Linked DNA regions of Mus musculus: regions 1, 2, 3, 4, 5 and 7 are each linked to region 6. The links are chromatin contacts, called in public Hi-C and HiChIP or PLAC-seq maps. All regions are on one chromosome and are shown on one strand. The core of a region is the stretch at or near the end of the contact, and the rest is flanking DNA. Distances in the headings are between cores, read along the strand shown.

Evidence for each region. Hi-C and Micro-C count contacts between places; a contact is called where the count stands out from the background. HiChIP or PLAC-seq counts read pairs in DNA pulled down with a chosen protein or histone mark.
Region 1: a FOXA1 HiChIP or PLAC-seq map of pancreatic cancer cells shows a contact between it and region 6. The contact joins the enhancer-like site here to the promoter of Klf4 in region 6. A contact is called at or near these places in 4 of 39 promoter capture datasets (the 3T3-L1 cell line, the C10 cell line, cranial neural crest and 1 more), 1 of 484 Hi-C or Micro-C datasets (uterus), 15 of 115 datasets of contacts at active chromatin or transcription factors (the NIH/3T3 cell line, astrocytes, cardiomyocytes and 10 more) and 1 of 9 other capture datasets (embryonic stem cells).
Region 2: a Hi-C map of embryonic fibroblasts shows a contact between it and region 6, with 5 times the contacts expected there. The contact joins the enhancer-like site here to the promoter of Klf4 in region 6. A contact is called at or near these places in 8 of 39 promoter capture datasets (the 3T3-L1 cell line, the C10 cell line, cranial neural crest and 4 more), 11 of 484 Hi-C or Micro-C datasets (adipose-derived mesenchymal stem cells, bone marrow-derived macrophages, embryonic fibroblasts and 5 more), 19 of 115 datasets of contacts at active chromatin or transcription factors (the NIH/3T3 cell line, cardiomyocytes, a colorectal cancer cell line and 13 more) and 1 of 9 other capture datasets (adipose tissue).
Region 3: an H3K4me3 HiChIP or PLAC-seq map of embryonic midbrain shows a contact between it and region 6, with 6 times the contacts expected there. The contact joins the enhancer-like site here to the promoter of Klf4 in region 6. A contact is called at or near these places in 9 of 39 promoter capture datasets (the C10 cell line, the HPC-7 cell line, cranial neural crest and 5 more), 2 of 484 Hi-C or Micro-C datasets (bone marrow-derived macrophages and embryonic fibroblasts), 13 of 115 datasets of contacts at active chromatin or transcription factors (cardiomyocytes, craniofacial prominence, differentiating embryonic stem cells and 10 more) and 3 of 9 other capture datasets (embryonic stem cells, macrophages and pancreatic islet).
Region 4: an H3K27ac HiChIP or PLAC-seq map of the NIH/3T3 cell line shows a contact between it and region 6, with 11 times the contacts expected there. The contact joins the enhancer-like site here to the promoter of Klf4 in region 6. A contact is called at or near these places in 10 of 39 promoter capture datasets (the 3T3-L1 cell line, 3T3-L1-derived adipocytes, the C10 cell line and 7 more), 1 of 15 datasets of contacts at CTCF or cohesin (pro-B cells), 6 of 484 Hi-C or Micro-C datasets (adipose-derived mesenchymal stem cells, bone marrow-derived macrophages, cortical neurons and 2 more), 13 of 115 datasets of contacts at active chromatin or transcription factors (the NIH/3T3 cell line, astrocytes, craniofacial prominence and 9 more) and 1 of 9 other capture datasets (adipose tissue).
Region 5: a contact with region 6 is called in an H3K4me3 HiChIP or PLAC-seq map of craniofacial prominence, with 6 times the contacts expected there. The contact joins the enhancer-like site here to the promoter of Klf4 in region 6. A contact is called at or near these places in 12 of 39 promoter capture datasets (3T3-L1-derived adipocytes, the C10 cell line, cranial neural crest and 7 more), 3 of 484 Hi-C or Micro-C datasets (the STO cell line and bone marrow-derived macrophages), 16 of 115 datasets of contacts at active chromatin or transcription factors (astrocytes, bone marrow-derived macrophages, craniofacial prominence and 13 more) and 2 of 9 other capture datasets (liver and pancreatic islet).
Region 7: a contact with region 6 is called in an H3K4me3 HiChIP or PLAC-seq map of bone marrow-derived macrophages, with 14 times the contacts expected there. The contact joins the enhancer-like site here to the promoter of Klf4 in region 6. A contact is called at or near these places in 8 of 39 promoter capture datasets (the C10 cell line, cranial neural crest, embryonic stem cells and 4 more), 1 of 484 Hi-C or Micro-C datasets (bone marrow-derived macrophages) and 12 of 115 datasets of contacts at active chromatin or transcription factors (bone marrow-derived macrophages, craniofacial prominence, embryonic forebrain and 7 more).

What each region holds. Positions count from the first base shown.
Region 1 is chr4:56,417,305-56,420,839 of GRCm38.p6, reverse strand. No RefSeq gene overlaps it. Among named protein-coding and RNA genes, the nearest start is that of Gm34628, 59 kb to the left of the region's middle. Within about 2 kb of position 1,534, at least 28 of the 459 cell types and tissues checked have an H3K27ac peak or open chromatin away from gene starts, as enhancers often do. A contact at or near this core is called in the NIH/3T3 cell line and pancreatic cancer cells, where this site is marked.
Region 2 is chr4:56,385,079-56,388,529 of GRCm38.p6, reverse strand. It overlaps the pseudogene Gm12518. Among named protein-coding and RNA genes, the nearest start is that of Gm42291, 71 kb to the right of the region's middle. Within about 2 kb of position 1,284, at least 41 of the 459 cell types and tissues checked have an H3K27ac peak or open chromatin away from gene starts, as enhancers often do. A contact at or near this core is called in the NIH/3T3 cell line, adipose tissue, adipose-derived mesenchymal stem cells and 4 more, where this site is marked.
Region 3 is chr4:56,177,355-56,180,497 of GRCm38.p6, reverse strand. No RefSeq gene overlaps it. Among named protein-coding and RNA genes, the nearest start is that of Gm42291, 140 kb to the left of the region's middle. Within about 2 kb of position 1,362, at least 17 of the 459 cell types and tissues checked have an H3K27ac peak or open chromatin away from gene starts, as enhancers often do.
Region 4 is chr4:56,303,901-56,307,383 of GRCm38.p6, reverse strand. The region is part of intron 2 of Gm42291 (a long non-coding RNA gene); the gene reads left to right. Among named protein-coding and RNA genes, the nearest start is that of Gm42291, 10 kb to the left of the region's middle. Within about 2 kb of position 1,568, at least 62 of the 459 cell types and tissues checked have an H3K27ac peak or open chromatin away from gene starts, as enhancers often do. A contact at or near this core is called in the NIH/3T3 cell line, adipose tissue, adipose-derived mesenchymal stem cells and 3 more, where this site is marked.
Region 5 is chr4:56,087,481-56,090,827 of GRCm38.p6, reverse strand. No RefSeq gene overlaps it. Among named protein-coding and RNA genes, the nearest start is that of Gm12519, 88 kb to the right of the region's middle. Within about 2 kb of position 2,002, at least 27 of the 459 cell types and tissues checked have an H3K27ac peak or open chromatin away from gene starts, as enhancers often do. A contact at or near this core is called in craniofacial prominence, embryonic basal ganglia and neural tube, where this site is marked.
Region 6 is chr4:55,531,171-55,534,733 of GRCm38.p6, reverse strand. Klf4 (Kruppel-like factor 4 (gut)) reads left to right here and starts at 2,259. Exons shown (of 5, transcript NM_010637.3): 1 at 2,259-2,867; 2 at 2,984-3,104. The coding sequence starts at 2,863. Gm12506 (a long non-coding RNA gene) reads right to left here and starts at 2,024. Exons shown (of 5, transcript XR_390585.4): 1 at 1-2,024.
Region 7 is chr4:56,264,551-56,267,811 of GRCm38.p6, reverse strand. Gm42291 (a long non-coding RNA gene) reads left to right here. Exons shown (of 3, transcript XR_881295.1): 3 at 333-489. Among named protein-coding and RNA genes, the nearest start is that of Gm42291, 50 kb to the left of the region's middle. Within about 2 kb of position 1,906, at least 5 of the 459 cell types and tissues checked have an H3K27ac peak or open chromatin away from gene starts, as enhancers often do.

The sequences.
Region 1 (3,535 bases), core at 285-2,784, 890 kb before region 6:
CATTATATGCAATCATAACACGAGGCAGAGATGACAGCAGCATAAATAGGCATCTAATGTATCCGTGGGGAAGGTGTGTTGCCACCACACTTCCGGTGGGCAATCAAATATGTATCAAATGATTAAAAAAAAACCCTCTCTTCTCCTGGGCTCATACTTCCAGTAGTTCATTCTTCCACATCCAGAATAGACTGTAATGGCACAGGCACCTATAAAATTTGCTACACTCAGTGCAGAATAGATAGAAATGGCACATGCATGTATACAGTTTGCTACACTCAGTGCAGTGCAACATGCTGGTTTGGATCCTGGAACAGCACACCATTGGTGGGAAACCTAATGAAAGCAGAACAAAGCATCAAAGTTCAGTTTTTCCATTGTCAGGGCTGTACTATGGAAAGGCGAGGTGCTAGCACCAGGAGAAACTGAGAAAGACACTCTTTCCTGTGACCTGAAAATAATTCTGAAACAAGTGTTTGTTAAAATGCTTTTCTGAGAGGATTTTCTCTGCAGTTCTACTTGAAAAAGAAAAAATGGAAAGCAACTTGGCTACCCAATTTTGATGCCTCACTGATGAGATAGCAAGTCAGCTCGCTCAGTGGTGGTTTTCGAATCATATTTAATATAAGAAGATACTTACAATAGTTTAAGTAAAGTAGAGATGTTTAGAATATTATATTATTAAAATTGGTGCTCATAGAAAATTAAAGAGTGTTCTGAGATAATAGGATGAATGGAGAATTTTTTTTAATTGTGAATATCTGTTACTTTCTGGCTTACAACTATAGACAAGGAAGTTAGCTAAGGCTTCCTCATCTGAAAATGAAGAAAGGATGATTAAAATTTATAATATTTTGAGCTCATCTATACATGTATCAACATACAGGTATAGGAATATATATAAAACCTTGAATATGTGTGTGCTTGCCAGTCCCCACCGCCATGAACCTTGTGTTGGTTTGACAGTACATTCTTTAGTTTAATTTCTATTTGTAAAATCATCAGTCAGATTGCCCTGACACAGGCTTGCTAGTGACAGACTGAGCTCTGAGAATCAAGCTCAGATGTCCACATATAAACTGTTAGCTTTGAGTAAGGTGAGGTCTCCCCAAGGGATCGGAATGACTCACACGCTTACATTAGTCCTGACCACAAGTAAACTTGGCATTCACAATCTCCATTTAGAATCTGTCCATCAGGATGGAGTTGCTAGAGAGAGGATTTGGTGAGAAGAGAGTGACCAGGGACCCGCCTCCCTGTCATCTCAGCAGTTTCATGTCTGGCACTTTATCAGGTTGACCTCAGTTTTCCTTTTGCTCTAGTGAGTTGTCTCAGAATGGGACAAAGAGCATTAGCCAGTTAACCTGTCTGGTATCATTAAACATGAGCTCACCTGGTTATTTCCCTAGCTCTGATCAAGACCCACAACAGAGGCTCCACTGACTTGGCTTTGCACACTGCTTGTCCAAGGCTGGTCAGGCTGACACAGCATCCATTGTCTTGACAATGGCTTTCCTCACTGGGAGTGAGCAGATTTGACAACTCCTCTGATGAATGTCCACATGTGTTAGTAAGTGAGTCAACGGTCTGGGTCTAGGCAAATCTATAACTCTGACAAGGAAGATTTTTATGAGCCTAAAGATGGAAGGCACAGACTGTAGACCCTGCTAATTGCTCCAGATAATGACTCCCTTCAGACCTTGTTGGGTCTTTTCTTTCTTCTGACTGCTCCAAGTATCATTTTCCCTAGAATGTGTGGCAGACTCATTTGCTTTATGGTATCCACCCTGTCCATTCATATCGTATTGAGAAGGCCTGGCTAGTCCCTCGGTAATGTAGCTGAGCATCCAAAAGGAGTGAGCTTTTCAGCATTATGGTCAAAATACTGGCATGTGAGGACCCTGTGCCCTGGCCCTCTAGGGCTGACTAATTCCTAGGTCTTGAGACTGCTGGTGATCCTTCATGTCTACTGTTCATCAGGGCTTGCTGTAGCTGGCAAATCATGAGGATTTGAGTCAGCAATTTTGTTTAAAACCTTTTGGGCTAATTATCTAGGTGACCTTGCATGAATCAGCTTTTGGATCCCATTAACAATAAAATTAAAGCTAACAATACTTACCACACAGTATGGCTATGAATTTAGTCACTAAATTTTTTTTTTTTACCATACGTGTTATTACTCCTCATGAATCATAATTCAGATGTGTGTCTATGTGTGCTATGATATTTCTGAAATGTGAAAAGATTAGAGGATTTTTTGTTGTTCTAAAAAGTGGAAATGTAGTCTAACTGGCTAGTATGTAGTGTGTATGTAATACATCCATTTTAAAGATTTATTTTAAATGTGTATTATGTGTGTGTGGTTGTGGTTACGTACTCCTGAGGCAAGGTCTTGTGTAGGCCAGAGAGGACATGAGTTTCCTCAGAGTTGGACTTATAGACAGCTGTGAGCTGCCCAGCATGGAGGGTTCTCTGTAAGAACAGTAGGCTTTTTTTTTTCAATTTTTAAAATTAAATTATTTTATTTATTTACATTCCAAATGTTGCCCCCTTTCCTAGTTCTCCCTCCCAGAGTTCTTCACTTTATCCCCCCTCCCCTATGCCTCTGAGAGGGTGCTCCCCCACCCTCCCACACCTCACCCCTCCCGCCAGCATCCCCCCTTCTCTGGGGCATCAAGTCTCTATAGGATTAGGTGCATCCTCTCCCACCGAGGACAGGCTGTGGATCCATTCCTCCAGCTCCTACTCCAGTTTTTAAAGAGCTGACAAGTTATAGTGCCTCCCAACTGTACAATTGAATATATAACTAATATTAAGACTACAATTACTTGTTTTTGTGCTAAATACTGTGCATCCAAATGACATTTCAAAATGAGGTTTAAAGGTACAATTTTACAATGAAAATTCCTTTGCCACCACAGTTCCAAAGCCTTGCCTGAGGTCTCTTCAACCAAAGGCTAGAGTTCTGATGAAGATGTTTTCCTTCTTTGTAACCATGTTGAGCCCCTTCTCTTTCCTGTGTCCTTCTGAGAAAGTTGGGTTCAGTTGCTGTAATGGCACTTGATGCAGTAGTAGAAATGTCTTCTTCACCATGTGGCTTCTGGTACATCTTTTTATGGCTCTGTACCTCCAAAATCCTTACAAAGAAAGTGAAAAAAATGTGAAAATGGAACACTGAAGGTGGATGCGTCTGTACACTAAAATCTCATTCTTGTTATTGAATTCTCCCTTTCCCCTACAAAACTGTAATGCACTAAATAATCGAAGTTGTTTTCAGGACTGACACAGTAGTGAGCAAGTGCTGGGCCTTTGGGGCTTGGACAACTCCATTCACAGAACACTCTCTGCTGGTGGAAGCAACTCCTCCTTTTCTGGAAGAGCCCTACTGCTGTGTCTTTCTATAAGGAGGAATCTGCCTTTTTGCTTGCCCTTGTTTTGGGCTCTTCCGACTTCAGTGATTCCAGAAAACGCTTGCCTTCTTCAGCTACGGTGCAACTTCAGGTTTCTGAGTTAACTGTCCTGTTCTCTATCATAC
Region 2 (3,451 bases), core at 35-2,534, 850 kb before region 6:
AGCTGCTGTCCACTCCTTTGTGATTGGCTGAGCACTCAGGTCTTCAGTGGGGAACTGCTGGATGGGCACAGAGAACACCTGTACCCCCTCATACCAGTTGGCCACCAGTTGCCTTAAAATTTCTCCTGGATCACAACTTTCTCAGCAATAGCCTGCTCCTCCTTGTCAATCTCTGTAGAAGTGAAAATGATCAGGCATAATCTTTCATGGGTGTTCATGGGAGATAGTACCTCCCAGGTCAGCATCCACCATATTAGACGAAATGAGTGAGCTCCCTTGTTGTATGGGATGGCAGTGCCCACTAGCTCAGGGATTCTGTGTCACATAGAGCAAGGGTGGGCAGGTTGTCATTAGAGGCCTCTGTGGGGGCTGGTGGTCAGCCCTGAGTCAGTCACCACTAGAAGCCATGCCTCCCTGAAGGCATCTAGGATCTGGTTAGTGATGGTTCCAGGTGTGAAGTGGCCAGCAATGAGAATGGCTCTAATGGCAGCAGCAAACTTCAGCACAGTTGCTGGCCAGTGTTCCTGGAGGAGAAGATGCTGCCATCAGCTCGAGATGCGAGCAGCAGCTTCTCCTAGGTCCTCTTCAGATTTATGATGTAGACATTGTCCCTTTTCCTTTTGTAGATGGTAGATATACTGCTCCATCTGAAAGTCAAGGTTGGTGCCATCAAGGAATTTGAGGATATTCTCCTCCGTCATCTGCAGGACATCAAGGTTGCTGGACATTGTGTAAGGTTCCCTTTAAGTTGCCATGGGAACAACACCATATGGACCCATCCCTAGGCAGTGTGGAAAGCACAAAGTATGTATTTTAAGGTAGATACATGTAGTTAATGGTGCTTTACCCTTCAGCACTCCTAACAGATAGTTGATGGTATAGTTGCCAGCCATAACAAGAGGCAAAGAGGTGCCATGAAATTGGTTAATCTCTCTTTCAGCTAATGGCCTCGTTGCTAAAGAAAGCTGTGAACATATGTATTCAATTCATCATCTTGGTTCCGTAGTGAAGGTGGGACTCCCATTTAAAAACTGTGTGATCTAGGACGAGTTAATTAACCCCTAAGAAGCTCAGCCTCCCTATCAGTGATACGGAGGAAACACCAGTCAGCTCATGGATGAATCTGAAGCATGCAGTTAAATACAGCTTCTGTCTTGAATAATTTAGCAGTAAGCTCACGGGTGATGGCACTATCACAAAGCTTTCACCATCCATTTGAATGGGCCAAGAAAGCATTTCTCAACTTGTGGCCTTTGGATTCCTCTAGCAGGGCTTGGTCTCAGCCACAGCACTGGCTCACTTCTTAGGAATTTGGCTCAGAGTCCATTCCAAGTCCCCAGAATGGTCCACATTGAGTAAGAAGCAAGGAACCTTCTGAAGGAGGCATGTTGCTGTCAGTGTCCTTTGGATATTTAAAGAGGCATCGCCTGGTCCTCAGTATCACTGCATCTTGGCCTTTTGTTCTAATGTGACCTTGATGGAGTGAAACTGTCAACATCAATGAGATTCCACAGTAATCAGCTTGGGTACAAAGGAGACCAAAGCTGGTAAGACTAGAGTCAGGGCCCTGACGAATCTCACCTTTGTGCAACTGACTTCTTTTGTGTAACTGAGCTATGACTGACATACAATGAACCAGTAATACTTAATGAATGAGTTTGAAGATAAGCATACATTTATGAAACTGCCCCATGAATAATATCATACAGATAGCCATTACCTCTTGCAGCCTTCTTTCTGTGAAATAAGATAACATGGTACAAAATAAACCTCAGGGGAAAATTTCAAGAATACTGCATAGTCTAATGAGATATACACATACTAGGCTTAGGTGCCACCCATAGCTGAAACTATGCTCCATGCACTTGATCAAACAACTTCTCATCTCCTCTCTTCACAGCTACAGGAAACTGTAATCCCAGTTCCTATAAACATGCCCTCTGTAGGTTCCTGCTAGAGATGGGATCGGGGGTAATTGTTCTGGGGCTGACTTACCCCAACCAGCATGCCTTTTCAAGTTCATCCACATTGTAGTAAATGGCAGGACCTCTTTTTCTTTTATGGATTGATAATTTTATAATGAGAAGTTGCTAATTTCTATATCTTTCTGCACCAGTTGAAGGAGAAGGTCATTTTTCATATTTCATTCTGCAGGCATAGTATGTAATTTCCCTCAATTTGCATGTGTTGCAAATTTTCTTTATTCTGAGACAAATCCAACTTGATCACAGCATATGATTTTTGTGTTAAAGTTTTAATAAACTCAGTTCAATATGATTTTATTAAACATTTCTATACTTGTGTTCCCCCAAAATACTGGACTAACATTTTCTTTATTTGTAGTGTCTTTTACACTGGAGTGTCAAATGGGCCTCTAAAAATCAGTGCAGAAGTATTTTATATTCTTCTATAACTTGGAAGAGTTTTAAAAGAACAAGTATCACTTCTGTAAGTGTTTGGTAACATTAGCATTCACTGTGAAGCCATTTGGTTCTAGGCTTTACTTCTTGTGAGATTTTCTTTTCTCTAAACAAGCCCTTTTATTTCTTTGTTATAGGGCTGTCAAGACTTTCTAAATGTGTCAATGCATTCGTAGTGGGTTGTGTGTATTTAGATTTTTTTTCTACTTTACCTAGATTGTCTAATCGGTTAGAATGTAATTATCCATAGCAGTTTCTTATGATCTTTTTGACCATAAGATGTCAGTTGTAATTCACTGTATGGATTTTTGATTTGATTTGATGTCTGTTTCTGTGTCTCTGTCTCTCTTCTTTCCTCCTTTCCTCCTTCACTTTTTGTGTCTGTCTATAGTCTTTATTGTTTTACTGATCAATTAAAATAAATTATAAAACTTATATTAATAATATTCCAAAATTATCAAATCAGAAATCCCATAAAGGAAAGATAGAATAAGAGCCTGGTTGAAGGTTATTGACATATGGTATATTAAGCCAGGATACAAAGGGTCAAGGGTCAGATATAAAAGTTCTACCTGAGTACTGGGAAGACTGAGAATCCAAAGATCCAAAGGATGATAACTCATTCTTAGAATTATTTTCTGCCCAAACTATAGTGAAGTAAAGGCAGTGACAACTCTCAATGGCTTAGAATACAGAAACCAGAATTTATTCTGTTGAGGGTATCTGCTATAGTAATACCCCTCTTTTCTAGATAGACTTGGCTAACAAAATCTTATCCAGCTTCTGTATTACATAAAACATTTAATTTCTTTTCACATTATTATATCCATAACAAAACTTCATTTTAATGATTAGTTATAAACATAACACAGTTTATATAATAGTTTTCTATGCACTGAAAAGCTAGGGTTGCAGACACCTGATAGCCACATGTTCATAAAATTCAGTGACATTTGCAGGCAAGTCTTAAAAGGATAGTCGTGAACTTCTGTTAAGCCTTCTTAGAGGTCAATGATACTAAATGTGGTGTT
Region 3 (3,143 bases), core at 113-2,612, 650 kb before region 6:
GTCATTTTAAGCATGCTTATAAACTGATGAAGACAGTGGAAACATTGAGTGCAAGCTAAGCATTCCACAGAAAGTGAACGGTTGCAGTCTTTCTTGCTTTTCTGATTGCAGTATTCTTTGAAGAGTTATCTTTTGCCAGTAGAATGCACCCTGAGTGCACAGGGACTTAGAACACTGGGATAATAGAGTAAGTGAATATTTATGAAGATTTCATCTCAAAGAATGTATTACAAAATTATATATCTGAGCCATGCTTGCAAACTAATCAACACATGATCGGCAGCTTCAGTTTTTCTTTTAGAAGCAACCCTAGACACAGGTCAGCTCCTTAACTCTTACTTGGATAGAAATGCCTATCATTTCTGTGACTGCACTTAACACCCCGCAAGGACCCTCCAAGGGCACGTGTGCTTGGTAGCTGGCCAGGGATCTCGGTGTCCTGGGGGAGGAAATCGATTACCACTCAGAGACTTCCACATAGCTGCTGTCCAAACCACAGCCAAAATGATAAACTGTGCATGAGGGTGAACTCCTGCTGATTGCCTGGGATACCATCAGAATCTATTTCCAAATATTCCAGAAGTGACCGTGTGGAATCTTCTGGCTTCTGGGGAATCATACTGACTGAGAAACCTGTTTTGTATTAAGGTTTGGAAATGTGTGTGTGTGTGTGTGTGTATACATATACTGTTTAACTATTCCTTGACTTTAATGGAACACAGATTTGGTTTGTCTAGAATGGCTGTTAGGCATTATAATTACAATTTGCTCCCAGCGTCAGTGACAGACACAGTGGAGCTGGCTTCCAGACCACAGAAGCCGAGAGCAAAAGGGATAAGCACGTCGGTGCATGTGTGCACACTTGCATGCACACACATACACACATCATACATTGGTTCATTTGCAATTCATGGTACTGTGGGGCTGGGAGGATTTTCCTCCTCAAAGGCAACATCCGTTCTTTGACAAACTCATAAATCATTTTATTTCTCTTCTATAAAGCAAAACCCATTTTTACGGCCAGTATGAACTTCAAATCTGTTCCTTTGGCGAATGTATCTCATGCTGAACTGAAGACGTGTCAAGCTTGACAGGAAGTCCACATTCCTGCATGGACATGCTCCATGAGGCCTTTCCAGAGGCCGGCCATTTTGGTTAATGCACTCATGCAGAGTCTTGTGCCAGACTGCTGCATTCAGCATTTGTTGTTTATCTCCTGAGTTTTTGCCAGTAGAGCCCTTTCACCACTTGTGGGGCTTTGACGTTTCACCCACGGCTTAAATGTGATAGTTGAGTCTGGAAAGGACCCAAATGGGGCAGGAGAAATGAAGCTGAAGATCTTAGCTAATGAGGAGCCGCTAGGCACCATGTGTTAACTCTGGGGCCTTCATTGCTTTGTCTTAGAAACTATAATCCCAGACTGAGTGTGTATTGTTGGGCTGAAGGCTCTGAATTATTCAGCACCTCATGTGTCATGGGGGGGGGGGGATGGGAGGAGGCTTTTTGCTTACTACTCTTTCATGCATTCTTCACGACTTTCCAGGGCTGATTCGTCATCCTTTATGTCTCAACTCATTTAACTCTATTGAATTTAGTACTTTTATTATTTTTTAAAATAAAGAAACTGGGCAAAGACTCTAAATTGCTTGTGTGCTGGCTAGTCAACAGGGAAGTTGTGATTAAGTCCACAGATCTAAACTCAGAGCCTGTATTCTAAGTTCATATTATACTGCTTCTTAGATTAATGCAGAAAGAAAAGTAGTTCTTGGTGATCAATGACAGAATGGAGATGCCTTTGGATGGGGCTTAGCAGAGTCACCTTAAGATTCCTTAAGGTACTAATTCTCTAGGTGATTATTGGAGGAGTGCCCGAAGAAGAGATGACATTTAGCACAAAAGAACAGAAAGCCTGACAGAGTGGCTTTGTGTTGGTAAAATAGCAATAACTATAGAGAATGTATCTGCTTACCATTAGTGGGGGGTATTTGTCATGAATGGAGCAATACAGAGCAGAGGTAGAGAATCTGGTAGGAATATATGTAAGATGACATCTGTTATCCTTTCTGTAGATGCGATAAAACACTCTGACCAAAAGCAAATTACGGAAGGACCGGGTTTATTTCAACTTACAGGTTACTGTCTATCATGGAAGAAAGTTAGTATAGGAATTTAGGCAGGAACTTAAGCAGAAATTATGAAGGAATGAGGCTTGCTGACTCAGTCAGTCTTATGTTTAGCTCCTTTTCTTTTACAGTCCAGAAATACTTGCCTTAGGAATGGTGCCACCCACAGTGGGCTTGGACCTCACACATGAGTTAACAATCAACACAATCCCCACACAGATATCTCCATAAGCTAATTTAATCTAGGCATTGCTTTATTTGAGACTCCCTTCTCAGGAGAATCTAGGTTGAATCAGGTTGGCAGTCAAAACTAACTAGGATGCTAAGTTTTCTTGACTATAATCTAGGATATTGAGTGAAGGTAGGTAGCAACTGGCCAAACTTACCTTTTAGGAATTTCACTATGGCTGTCATGTGGAAGGTGGCTTGAAACTGGGGAAGGCTAGAAAGGCCCATTAGGAATGTCTTTGTATGATCCCTGAGAAAAAAATAAGATATCAGGTAGTGTAATATCTGAAATGTCCCTTTCAATTCCCAAAGCCCAAAACAAGCCAAAGAAGCAATCAATGAAAGAGATTAAAGTGCAAACATTCTGGTTTGCACTTTCAGATGCAAATCAGAGTGTTTGCTTAAATGGGTTACCTGCTTAAATAATGTGACCTGGAGGGTCATTGACTCCTTCTCTTGCATACTTGACTGTGAGCATGCTAGTGCTATCTAAAGGAGAACCTGCTCCCTAAGGCATACTCGTGAGCAGTTCCTTGGGATGCCGGCTGTGCATTTCCAGCTGCCAAATCAATGGCATCACTGCTTAGGTATCCTAGCTTGTGAATCCTCTCTACCTGTGATAAGCTTTGCAAGAATGGAGCATCGTGCAGAGGATTAAAGGTTTTCGTTCCACCTAGACTTTAGCAGTGTTACAGAGTTGATACGCATGATCAGACACCATGGTAGAGAGGTGCTACTGGTATAGCCTGGAGCTTTTCTAGGACTAAATACTCTGAGATAGGTGCTACATGC
Region 4 (3,483 bases), core at 319-2,818, 770 kb before region 6:
CAAGTGCACAGAGAAATGCAATGATGATTCTTGTGACCTCCCTGCCTGGTGTGGGCAGGTAGACAACGTTCCTCCATGGTGCTCTGAGTGGCCAGAAGGAGACAAGGATTTGGACTCTCACATGAAAAAGTCAGCAACTGGGAGACTGTAAGACTGGGACAGGAAAATAAGAAGGGGCTTACTAGATGAGAAGGGAGAACACTGTAGGTGCTAGAGAAGGGGAGAGCGCAGATAGAAGAAAGAGCATGCTCAGAGGAGAGAGGCACTGCCATCCTCCGGTAATAAGCTAGAGTATTCAGCTAAAGGGCTTTGATGGCTGGGAAGCTGTCGTAACTCTGTGAGGCTGGAAACTGAGTCCTATCTGCAGAGGAATGGGCAAAGAAATCGTGGCTTGTGTGCACTGGAAATTCTCTCCATCCAAAAGTGACTGAAGATGTGTCACTTCTTCAAGAAAATGGATGTGACTGTTAATAGTTCTTTTTTTAATTAGGTATTTTCTTCATTTACATTTCCAGTGCTATCCCAAAAGTCCCCCATACCCTCCCACCCCACTTCCCTATCCACCCACTCCCACTTCTTGGCCCTGGCATTCCCCTATACTGAGGCATATAAAGTTTGCACCACCAATGGGCCTCTCTTTCCACTGATAGCCGACTAGGCCATCTTCTGATACATATGCAGCTAGAGACATGAGCTCTGGGGGTACTGGTTAGTTCATATTATTGTTGCAGATCCCTTTAGATCCTTGGGTACTTTCTCTAGCTCCTCCATTGGGGGCCCTGTGATCCATCATAGTTCTTGTATACAAAGAAAGCTTCAGCAAGTTGTGCCACATGTCTTCTCTTATCTGTGGCTCCAACACTTTACCTAGATATGTAAAATCGTGTATGTACAGGTGACAGGAAAGTAGAAGTGAACAAGGGGGTCTAAACACACTAACGGGAAAAGGAAAAGAGGTTAGTGAATGAGGGCAGGAATATGCCCAACATACATTATATACTTGCAAGAAAATGCCCTAAAGTAACTTATTACAATAAAATAAAATACAATCTGAAAGTTATTTTTCTAATATTAGTAATCTATTAATATTAATATTCTAGATGGCATCCATGTTATAGCCATCAGAAGCTTGAGGAGCTGGTGAGTCACTGACCAAGCTGGTTCAGTCACCCATATGACAGTTGGATGCTTCAACTCATTGCTATGTGTTCTCAAGACACGGAGGCTAGCCTGACCACGGCAAAGTGTTTCTAGGCTTCATAGTGACACATCATTATGTTCAGACTGTTCTATTGGCTTACACAGGTCACTCCTGCACTGTGAAAACTGGCCCTCTCTAAGGAACCAGAAGATGAGGCTATTGGGACTATGGGAAAGGTTTACCAACCTCCTGTGTGTATAGAAGAAACTTTCTTATCATGAGCCCCATAGTTCAGATGCAACTGCCGAGCTTATGTGTGAAGAGAACAGTCTGTGATGGGAAGAATTCGGTCCACAAGCAGAGAGCTGAGCCTCCACTGTTGCTGTGTATGTTCTCTAGGGAGGTCACCTCACTTTGCAGGCTTCACATTCCTCATCTATGAGGTCAGTCTAACAGGCAGATTTCCCAGAAAGACTGGAGAAGAACGTGAGGATCAGATATGGAAGGGGCTGTGAATGCCAGAGGAAGAAGCTAAGGAGTTATCTTGTTGACCGTCAGTGAAGCTTAGCAGCCTTTAAACTAGGGAAATGAGGACATGTGGACCACTTTGACAGAGATTCTGTATGCAATATGGACAGAAAGTAGAGGGATTCAGACACAAACTAGACTAGAGTCTCCCAGTGCTCACAGATGAGACACATGGACCCATTCTTAGCTTCTGGTGATGGGAAAGACATTACAACCTCACTCAACACTAAAATAGACTTGAGGACCACTCAGCACCTCACAGCCCCATTTCTGTTTCGGCAGCATTTCAAAGGAAAAATAAAAGACTTAGTGTCAAAAAGATTATAAATATTTATTATCCATTTACCTTCTCCATCTTGAATTCCAAAGAACATCCTGGGTTTATAGAATATAATCTTTGCCTGAGAACTTAGGGTCTACCCTGAAAGCTACAAAAGCAACAGAAAGGCAGGAACCCCAGAAAGAATGTCTCCACAGGAGGCTCTGCATTGATGTCAAGTTCCTGTCCATAGAGTTGAGTCAGGCTTTTACTCTCGTCATCAGGGCATTGAAACAGCATAATCCTGGATGGCAACACCGGGCTGTTTTCATCATCATGGTGGAAAGTGATTAAAAACAAGAGACTAGAATCTGGTATCTTTAAAAAATAGGGGCTTATCCTGCTTCCCTTGAATTCAGAAAGACATGCAGTCATTCCTGTTTATATCTACTCAAACTGAACTGACTTCGTGTATGTTTTAAAGCTACAGTGGAGACAGATATGAGCTCAGAGCTAAAGGCTTCAGTGGGAGTACAGCTAATATTCTGGATTTAATTTTTTTATTTGTAGTGTACATAAGGATTGGGGTAGAAGCTGCTTTCAGGGCTTTTCTTTGAATAACAGGAATGTCTCCTACTAAATGCAACTGAAAGATTAGAGAAGAGACATAAAAAAGAATTTTAAGACCATGATCCCCTGCTGTCCCACTTAAATAAACTCTCTCTTCTATTAATTATTGTATTAGACCATAAGCTACAGAGCTTAGAAACTCCTACTCTTTCCACAGACTCACTCATGCGTGGAGCATCTGTGATTGATGGACCAGTGAGATTGAAACGTGCAAATGGAGATGAAACAGACCAAGATTAAACATCTTCTGGGTATAGAATGGCATTGTTCCAGAATCTTAAAACTGGCCAGGCTCTGTAAGGATGATGCTTCCTCTCAGTCAGTTACTCAGAAAATCCCTCCCCTTCCTGAGCCTCCAGATTGCCCCAACCAACTTCCTGTTTCAAGAGCATTACTTAACAAATATTGGATGAGGACCTAAAAGACCCTCACAGAACCAGGGCCCCTAGGAAGAATATGAAGGTTACAGAAATTAAGAAAGAGCTCAAGTTCACAGGACCTTAGAGTCTGGGGCAGTTTCTCAACTAAGATGAACAATAGAACTACCCCAGCCTTAAAAAAAGGACTAATAAGCCCCACTGCTAGCTAAGCTATGATCCCCAGGGTGAAGCAACATTGAGAATCACTAGGAAAGAGACAGGGATAGCAAAGAATTGTCATGGTTTTGTGCTGAGTGAACAAAAGTTTTCTTGGATCAGAGGAAGGACTCAAGGAGCCAGAGGCTTGCTGAAGCCACTTGGCATTTCCTGTTTTGCTTGATGGGGGAAAGGTAGCAAGGAAAAAAAAAGGGTGTGGAAATGATGGAGGGTTAGGTGCAGCATGTGCCTATGAGCACAGCATGCCTGATAATTGCAAGTTCTGCAGTTACCTGGAGTGAATGCTTTCATAGTGAAATAAATACGTAGTCAGAAACAGAAGAGAGAGA
Region 5 (3,347 bases), core at 753-3,252, 560 kb before region 6:
TGACACACTGTGACAACAGGCCAGGTCCAGGGCAGGACACTGTGAGAAGGTGAACCAGAGTGAGACCCAGGGCTTTTGAGGGTCTTGTGACCCCCAGACATGCCAAAAGCTGACGTCAGGCTCTGCTGCTTCTCAGCTCCTATGACACAGAACAGCAATATTTTCCTTTATAGAGACTATGTCACTCACAAAGTTGGTGTTCTGTCCTGGGCAGGCTGTCCTAGAGCTCTGTCCCTCCACCTCATGTCTTCCATAGCCATAGCTGGCAAGGGGAATCCCAACACTCGACCATCTTTCTTACCATTCTCCAGAAACAGGGAGGCACAGGCAGAAAGGCTTTGTCTTCTGTGCATCTCAGGAGCTATGGCAAAGTCCCCAGCTTCTCCTGGCTCCTTTCCTAGGCCAACTTTGTCTTAGACTTCAATGCCTAGATAGGGAGCTACCTCCTTCAGGTCACAGTCCCTGATTTCCTGTGGGCTTAGCTGAGCCAGAAGCTTCCTTTTTGCCAAGTTGCGATACTTTCTCAAATCTGAGCACGCAGAAGGAAAAAGAAAACCAGTTTTCCCTTTCACTCACCTTTGCACAATTAAGCCAACACCTCAACACCTTCAAGACCTTTTTCTCCGAGCGACACAAAATATATTGGAGAATCAAAAGAAAAAAAGGGCCAACAAAGTGGCTTAGTAGGAAGAGGTTCTTGTGGGCAGGACTGACAACTGGAGTTTAATCCCTGGATCTTGTAAGGTACCAAGGAAAAATGGAGTCCCAAGAGCTGTTCTCTGATCTCTATGTATATGCTGTGATGAGTGAGCACATACATACACACACACAAACACAGAGAGAGAGAGAGAGAGAAAGAGAGAGAGAGAGAGAGAGAGAGAGAGAGAGGGAGAGAGAGAGAGATACTCTAGTGTCATGGCATACACAGTCTACTAAGAGTTAGCCAAATCACCATCTAACATGTGAAAACTTAAAGCAAGTGCCCAGAGCAGCAGCTCACTGCACTCAATAGCAAGGATAACAAGCATAGAGAACTCTTTAGAAAGATGGTAATGGGGCCGAAGAGACAGGAGTAGGCGCAGACAAAGACAGTTCAGGAAGATCAGCTGTGCATTACTGATGCCAGCATCACTAGCTGATTGTCGGGCCTCAGACATGGTGACAACATATACATGCACGTGCCTGTACCTGAAGCTGCATTTTCTCAAAGTTGACTCTGGAGCTCCTGGCTAGGTGACAGTTTAGTCAATTTTCCCTGTCTCGGACACAGGCAATATTTTATTCACTCTTATTATGAGAAGTGTCCTTGTCTTGCCTATGTGATGTCACTATAAGCCCTGAGCAGGCCATGCACTGCAGACTTTCACATTCCTGTCAGTTAGAGCCCCCAAACTGTGTATTTATACTTTCCACCTAGAATCCTTGTTGAAATCTCCCCTTTCATATCCTTCATGCTCATGCCTATAGTTGCCTGGCCCATATAACTTCAACTACTTCTATTTCCAGCTTGCCTATGGAACTTTTCAGAGTGTGTTCCATGTTCCCCACAGAGCCTTTCCATCCTGAGGGAAAAGGCTTAATTCTGAGATTCAAACATCCTTGTTGAATGCCACAAACCAGCCATGCCCAGTCCGGCACCCCACCCCCTCAGATGCTACCCAAGCTTTCAAAATATTGGATTTATCACAGACGGGAACACATTTGGTTAATCAACTCTCTTTTCCCAAACTGGAGCCACTCAGATAAAGATTTAAAATGTACCCCTATTGTAAGTGGCTACTGTTTCCAATTACATATGCTTCTCCCAGCCACCATGCAATCTGTTCACTTCATGCTGGTTTGCAAGAGCTGTTCGCACCAAACCATTGACAGCCAGTATCTAAACTGAAACCATCTGCTTAGCCATTTGCCATGCACGGCTGGGTCTTCCAGGCTTACCCAGTGGAGGGCCTGCGGAGCAGTCCATAAAACAAGCATGAATGAACGCAGCCTGTTTTTATTAAATGTCTTGCAACTGATGGGAAGATGGACAAGCCTGTCTGGCAAGGATAATAGCCAATGCTCTCAGCATATGAAGTCTTGGACAAACTCCAGCAGCACCCTGCATCTCAAGCCCATCCAGTGTTTCAGGAGTGTGGTCATGTGCTTGCAATGAATTAATCCATGAAAGGCTTCTGAAAAGATTTTATGGTTTCTCCCCTTTCTTGAGAAAAGCTCAACCATAACTTCGCCCCCTCTTTTCCTTACCTGGAAAGTCAGGGAGAGATAAGGACACCCAACCCTAGGGTACTCTCTGCTCTTTATGGCTCTTACCAAATCTAGATGTTTGGGTGCTTAGGCCTTTTCTTACTGATACATATGATTTCCACAAGAGTCAGGCCTGGCACTTTTCAAAAAAATATATCCCTCAAAGCAATGAAGCTCTAAAGAAGAGGCTATCTCGGCAGATTCACCCTGGATTCTGATCTTTGAGTCTAAAAACTTACTGTGGACATTAGCAAGGAAAAAAATCAGTAGTGCAACCTGAGAGCAATTACCAATATTCTAGAATATTCAGCTAAGTATATTTACTCTGATTCCGGGGTAATTCGAAACTTTCTTATCCTTTTACATCCTAGATAGAATAAGTTTCTTTGAGAACAGGTCAGTTAAGCAAGCACAGCAACCTTCCCATTTGTCAGTACAATTCATATTGCAAAGTCTTACAGTGGTAAACTAGAGTGTCAATCAAAGGAACTAGTATCATTTAATTTACAAAGAGATGTATCTTACTTTATGTGGATGAAATTTTACCTGAATGGATGGACTTGCACCACATGTGTCTCTGGTGCCTGCAGAAGTCAGAAGAGGGCATTGGATCTCCCTGAAACTAGAGTTACTTACACATGGGTGTAAATTGTCATGTAGTTTGCTGAGAACTGAATCCAGGTCTTCTGCAAGAGAAGCAAGTGCTCTTAGATGCTGAGCCATTTCTCTAACCCCATTGTTTAATTTTTAATGAAATAAATGAATGTAGGAAAAATTATTGAAGCAAAGAATGGTACAATTCTTCCTTCCTAATTTTGGAATGTTGACCATCCATCATCTAATTACAATGGGCTCTAACTCAAACAAGTGACCTGGCTATTGTGATCTGGCCAAGCTAAGGACTGGTGTCCTTTTGTACTGCAATCTTTCTTTGTTCACTGAAAACGAGATAAATAGAGAGTTTGAACTTACCCTGGCCCTTCATCTATATGCTAAGGGGATACTGAGAGTTTTATAACTGTTGTTCCTAGCATCCATTGTTTGAAGTTTGCTTTTGCATTTGGTGCGAGACTGCAGTCAGTAAGTCTGGGATGTGCTGC
Region 6 (3,563 bases), core at 1,010-3,509:
CAGATTTCCTCTTATGATGCAATCGCAAGAAGAACCCGTGTGTTGCCTGCTGGCTTTTATCCTCCAGAAGGCTGTTGGGAAACTTCATCTTTTTCAGTTGCGTTTCAGAATCTTGCCTTGATTATATGACATAATAATAGTGGCTCTCCAATTCATCTGTGAAATCTTTTTTCATTGTGGTGGTTACTGGTTAGATGGTCAAGAGGGGGGAGGGACTACTGTCCTAGGTAAATAAAAACCACCGAGCTGAAAGAGTTTAGGGCCCTGACTGACTTTATGTGTTTACATCCTCATCTAAGTTCATCGAGGGTTTGAGACCTTGGCCTTAAAGTGGCTCACTTTACAAAGTAATGCTCAATCCTAGCTTTCCAAGCCAGAATTTTTTTCTTTCTTTCTTGACACCACAATGGGGGCGAAGGGGTGGGAACAGGTGTTCTTTTTGTTGTTCCTTTGTTTGAACGAGTAATATTTTCAGAGTTAAACTGGCCTAGTTCCAAGGGAATGGGGATGAACCCCTCGAGGTCACGTGAAGGGGGAGCGCCACTTTCCAGGCGAAGTCGGGCTCTTCCCCACCCCTTAGCGCGCCTAGTCCTCTGCCAAAACCAAGAGAAAGGATGAAAAGTCCTTCCTCAAAGGCTCCCAGCTCGAGCCCTGCCTTTGACAGACTGACTGGGCAGCCCCACTTCATTGGGAAGAGATGCATTCCAAGAGCGCTTCTGTGGTCGGCCAGAAGTGGAAAATTCAGGATGACAAATATTCCGAAGAAAACTAATATAGGTCCCAAGGATTCCGGGACTCAAACAGGTGAAACGACAGAGGACGTGGCACCGACGCCCCGAGAGGAGCGAGTGCACACGCTGCCTATGCTGGAGCATCGACCCCCTTTCCCGAGTGCCTTTCTTCAGTCCCCGCCCTCAGCTGTCTCCGCCAGGGTTCAACCATGAGGGCGGCGGAGCCCAACTCTGCTCCCCAATCCAAAATAAACACCTAGCCTTAAAAAAAAAAAAAAAGTAAACCTAGTTTAGCGAGTTATACTGAACACCACACTCACGGTTTTTGTTTTGTTTTAAGTACTTGGTAGAGATGAGGGCGAAAACCTTTCCCGGCTGGAAAATTACTGAGGGTAGTGGGGAATGGGAAAAGGAGTAATAAGACTAAAACAAAGACTGCCTTTTCCCCTCCCGGTAGGCAAGGGCCTGAGGTGCCACTTTGGAGCACTAGGGTCCCATTGCAGCGCTCCTCTTCCCAGCGCAGGATCACCTCCCAGTGAAGTCCCTTTGAGTGGGTTGGCTAGCTCAGAACCTAAGTTGATGGGAGCGAGTTGTCCTATGACCTTTACCTCGCCGCTTCACCTCTTTATGACTCACTTCTCATCTTCAAAATGAAGAGTGCGAGTGCGTAGCTTGTAAAGAGCTTTGAGATCCCTGGTGAAAGGTATCTCCGCGCCTCGGTCCCTCTCCGCGTTCCCACTCCCCCACCCCCAATGTAAATCTGGAACGCCTTCCTTGTTCCTTCCATTATCAAGATGACTACGTGCCCAATCCCGGCCGCTCTCTTTCATAGCAGGCGCGGAACCCCTTCTCCTAGCTTCTGAGATTCCTAGCGCCCCCCCCCAATCACCCGGCCCTCACCCCCACCCTACGGGAGGCCCCACTGGCACCCGCGCCAGGCCAGGCCCTGCGCCGACACGGCCCGGCGTCTGCGTGCGTATGCGAGAGAGGGCGGGCTGGATGAGTCACGCGGATAATCGCGCTCTCGAGTGCGCAGACGACAGGACAAGCGCGTACGCGAGCAGGGGTAGGGGCGCGCCGCCTCTTCCCCCCCACACACACACACCCCCAACCTCCTGTCCCCCGCCAGGGTTCCCGTGGCAGGACTTTCGAGCCCAGGGAACCGACCGTGGCCGCCCAGAGGACCCCGAGTAGCGCGGCCACGGGAGCCACGCCGTACTCCCAGCGCCGGAGCCGCCGTCGCCGCCACCGCCGCCGGCGTCAGCACGGCTCCAGCCCGCCAGCTGCCTGGCTGGCGTCACGGCCTGGCCCCGCCCCGCCCGCGCCCCTCCCTCGCCCCCGCCCCCACGTGCGCGGAGTTTGTTTATTTAGCTACCATGGCAACGCGCAGTGGGGGCTGCGGGAAGGCGGGGAGAAGAAAGGCAGGGGGCGGGGCCTGGCGGCGGAGCCCCGCGCGCCGCCACAGGGAGGAGGCGGGGAGCAAGCGAGCGAGAAGTTATAAGTAAGAAGCGCGCGGCGGCCGCCGGCAGTTCCCCGGCCAAGAGAGCGAGCGCGGCTCCGGGCGCGCGGGGAGCAGAGGCGGTGGCGGGCGGCGGCGGCACCCGGAGCCGCCGAGTGCCCCTCCCCGCCCCTCCAGCCCCCCACCCAGCAACCCGCCCGTGACCCGCGCCCATGGCCGCGCGCACCCGGCACAGTCCCCAGGACTCCGCACCCCGCGCCACCGCCCAGCTCGCAGTTCCGCGCCACCGCGGCCATTCTCACCTGGCGGCGCCGCCCGCCCACCGCCCGGACCACAGCCCCCGCGCCGCCGACAGCCACAGTGGCCGCGACAACGGTGGGGGACACTGCTGAGTCCAAGAGCGTGCAGCCTGGCCATCGGACCTACTTATCTGCCTTGCTGATTGTCTATTTTTATAAGAGTTTACAACTTTTCTAAGAATTTTTGTATACAAAGGAACTTTTTTAAAGACATCGCCGGTTTATATTGAATCCAAAGAAGAAGGATCTCGGGCAATCTGGGGGTTTTGGTTTGAGGTTTTGTTTCTAAAGTTTTTAATCTTCGTTGACTTTGGGGCTCAGGTACCCCTCTCTCTTCTTCGGACTCCGGAGGACCTTCTGGGCCCCCACATTAATGAGGTAGGTGAGATGTTGGACTTGGGAACAGAAAGGGGTGAGGATTGGAGGGAAGCTTCGGAGCAGTGGCCAGGGTGTCCCCTGACTCCTGGTCCCTGTGCGCCCCGCCCGGCCCGCAGGCAGCCACCTGGCGAGTCTGACATGGCTGTCAGCGACGCTCTGCTCCCGTCCTTCTCCACGTTCGCGTCCGGCCCGGCGGGAAGGGAGAAGACACTGCGTCCAGCAGGTGCCCCGACTAACGTGAGTGTCGCGCTAGTGCCCTGTAGATTTCTGCAGATGGGGTGGGGTGTATGGGCGGAATCCGGGGGTCACCAAGAGTCCTTGGTTAGGACAAGGATTGCCCTCCATTGGAACTCTACAGCCTTCCGAGGTGGCTCCTCGGCCCTTGAGTCGGCCTTAAGTGCGTGTGGTCCCGGCACTGCGGTACCGCCAGGGGCGCACAGCGGTTCCCCACTAGTCTTCGGGCGTCCGGACCGTGGGGTGGGCGCACTCAGTCCACTATATTTTAGGTGGACAAGTCTCGAGACCCTTTGGGCCGGAGTGATCGTAGCGCGTGGGCGACCCGGTGGCTATGGTGCATGGGGAGAAAGCCACCGTGTCCCAGTGTCCCAATTCCGTGGGCGGCTGGAGCGTCCCGCGGATCTGGCGGGGAAGAGGACTGGGCTGGTGGAGCGACGGCACTAGCTTGCAGGAGAACGA
Region 7 (3,261 bases), core at 657-3,156, 730 kb before region 6:
CACTGTGAGCTTTCTCTCTGTAAGCTCATTTGACCTTGCCTTTGTTGCTGCTCTTTGGAAGTTGTACTCTCCTCTAGTTTAGAATTATACTGGTTTATTACTGCATATCCAAGTATTGAACACCATTTTCATCTCAGCTACTTTTAGCTCTTATCTGTTCCCTTTTGCCCTTCTTAGTGACTTAAAACGACAGGAAGAAAAAGATATCAAAAAATTATTGTAATGACTAATGGCAATGTAGTAGAAACGGGAAGAGGTCTGGGTTAAAAGTGTTTTCAGCTGCTGAAGCTGTGGCATCTCTCCTTCTCGCCTTCCTTCCTCCCTCTTTCCAGATTTGCCTCTCCTATGCACTAACTGATCCATGCTACACCATTTGACTCCATTATTGAAGGTGAAAGGTAGCCTTGCTATGTCCCCATGGAAATCCGCTGCAACCTGTGACTGGAACTACAACTGTTGTTCCCAGCAAGCCTGAGCCACAGTTATGGTCTTGGTGAGATACCTGCCTGTGAATTTAAGATGTACATGCAAGATGCACATACAAGATGCTCATCTTCAGGGAGCTGAAGGCCTCTTGAAAAGAGAAACGGGGGAATACTACACTCTTGATAATTCCCCTCCCCATCACCTTTTCTTATGGAAATGAGAAAGCTGAGCCTTTGGGACTGAAACAGTGAATAAGGATTCCTGAGGTGAGCAGAAGAAACAGGTCCTTGGGAATCATCTCATCTTTCAGAGTTTGGCATTATGTCTGGATCATGTCAGAATTACATGCTCAACACTTTGAACTGTGGGAAATAAAACTCAAATATAATGTAAGAATTATATTATAGAATAATAGTGTTGTAGTGGCAAGAGCATCCACTGGGCAAAAATGTGAGTCTTTGAGTCCCATTCATATTGCTGTTGTGGCCTTGGTGATGATCTGCTATGCTCTAAAGACCTTGTTACTTAAGGTAGGTGACTTTTCATAAGGTGTATGGTTGTTATTTGTAGCGTGGAAAAGGCACACATTTCTTCACTGTGGCTATGAGCAAATTTGTGCATGTATGACCAAGACACACCAGGTCTTATGTATGAGAAAATTCTGGGGCTATAATTCCTTTAAAACATCTACTAGACAATCAGGCTTTCATTAAATTATGTGTTCAGATAGGTTTGAATAGTCTCCCCACACACTGAGTCCTCAAATTAAGGGTAGTCCATGCAAGGTGGTGTGAGGGCTTCAGAAGAAAAGAACTTGAGTGAACTGCAGCAAAAACCAAACCAAAACAAACAACCCCGCCCCAAACTAACCCTGAGTCTATAAATAAGAACGGCCAGATTAAGCGAGCCGTGGCATCTTACTGGCATCAACATCACCTAAGTCGAGATTATGAGTGGAAGGATGTCCCTGAGAATTTGGAGCCAGGCAGTATGGATCTGGACATGGGAATTCACACGAGCAAAGCCACTCACCTAAATACACCTTCTCCATTCTAAGGACGCTAGACTGTTCAGAGACACACGGGACTGGGAAAGGCAGTCTTTTGTTCCAGAGGCCTCATTATGTGTACAGATGTTTCTATTTAATGTAATAACACTTGACAGTAAAGACACACTTGGTAAAACTTAACAAGTGACAGGAAATTGGGCAGAGCTTCAGATGCTAATCACTGCTCTATTATTTTTTCTGGAATCAGTCTTTTCCCAATCCCATGTGTCTCTGAACATTCTAGTGTTAAACCCTGATGTCTAAAATAGCTCTGAAGGCTTGTGCTTATGTACAGAGTGGTGGCCCAAAGGAATTCAATTTGGCTACTGGGAACTTCTGGAGATCTGGGTCACAGGATGCCTATTCCAGGTTAGATACAAAGGGAACGATGGGGGCTCTGGCTGGAAGCTCTTCTTCATAATGGCAAATGACAAAGAGCAGATCAGTAGAGGACACACAAAGTGCCCTCATGTGTCAAACATATTCACACTAGCATTGGCTTTCTGCACCAGCTAAGCAAAAAATCCTGTGGCTCATTTGAATTGATTTGATTGTGACTGCATTTGTTTGTCTGATGAGAGCGTTGTAAATGTTGATGGATGTTGTCAGACTGTCACGGCAAAAGGATTACACAAAACATTTTACATGTTGTGTTGAAAAACACAATCAAATTATAATCAATTTTTAAAAAGCTTTCAACCTTTAATTGTACTTTATCTTATTCCGTTTCAGACTAGGTCTCACTGTGTAACACAGTCTCATATTTACAATATGAATTTACAATACTCCTGCTTCAGCTTCCTGGCTGAACACCAAACATACATGAGGTAACAACTGTACCTCTTCAATAGCTCAAAGGAAAACATGGTTTCACAGTTTGTGTTTTCTAAGGTAAAACAGTGCATTTCTCACTTATTGAAAATATTCTTTAAAAAATAAGTTTCACTAATTAACTAATTTGGGGGAGCTGATTCTTTCCAGCAGGTTAGACCCTGTGATCAAAATCAGGTTGTCGGTCTAGGTGGCACATGCCCTCAACTCCTGAACCTTCTCAGCAACCTGAAATTATTCTCTTGGTCTTCCCTTAGACAATACAAGATGTTTTTAATCTTAGAGGAGACAGTGTTTTCACCTGACATCCTAAGGGAGTGTTAAACAGTGTCTCCCGTGAAGGAGGAAAATGAAATGTCCCTACATCTTCCGAGAAGAAAAGGGAGAATCTACAAGGAATCTATGCCTCTTGTTGCAGCCTAGCCACTGCCCTTCCCAGAGGCCTTGGAGAAGTCCCTATCCCACTCAGACCCCCTTTATTCTCTTTGTAAAATGGAAAGCTGAGACCATGCTCCAAAAACCAAATGACTTCCTAATCCAGTCCTGCAAAGCAGCCAGGCTCTGGAACAAAACTAGACTTCACTCAGGTCTTCGTTGTTATTAACCAGCTGTATTTCTGGAGCAAGCCATTTAAATCCATCTATTTTTAAATCAAGGCGCCCCGCACCCCAAGAATCATGTTGCTGAAGGTCATAAATCTTTTTCTCTCACTGACTTGGCCAAGAGGCAAGCAATGCCATGAAGTCTGCTTGGGAGACTTAACGCCTGCTGGCTTCACTGTCAGAAAGGAACAATGGGCAATATATATAGAAAGATGACAAGACTGTCTTCATAACTGGAAAGCATTTCAATCTAGCCACAAGAGAAATAGTGCCCTGTGGATGGGTCCCAGGGACAGACTATGAGCTTGTTGTCTGCATCATTCACCATAGACAATTTCTTAATGAAATCTCCAA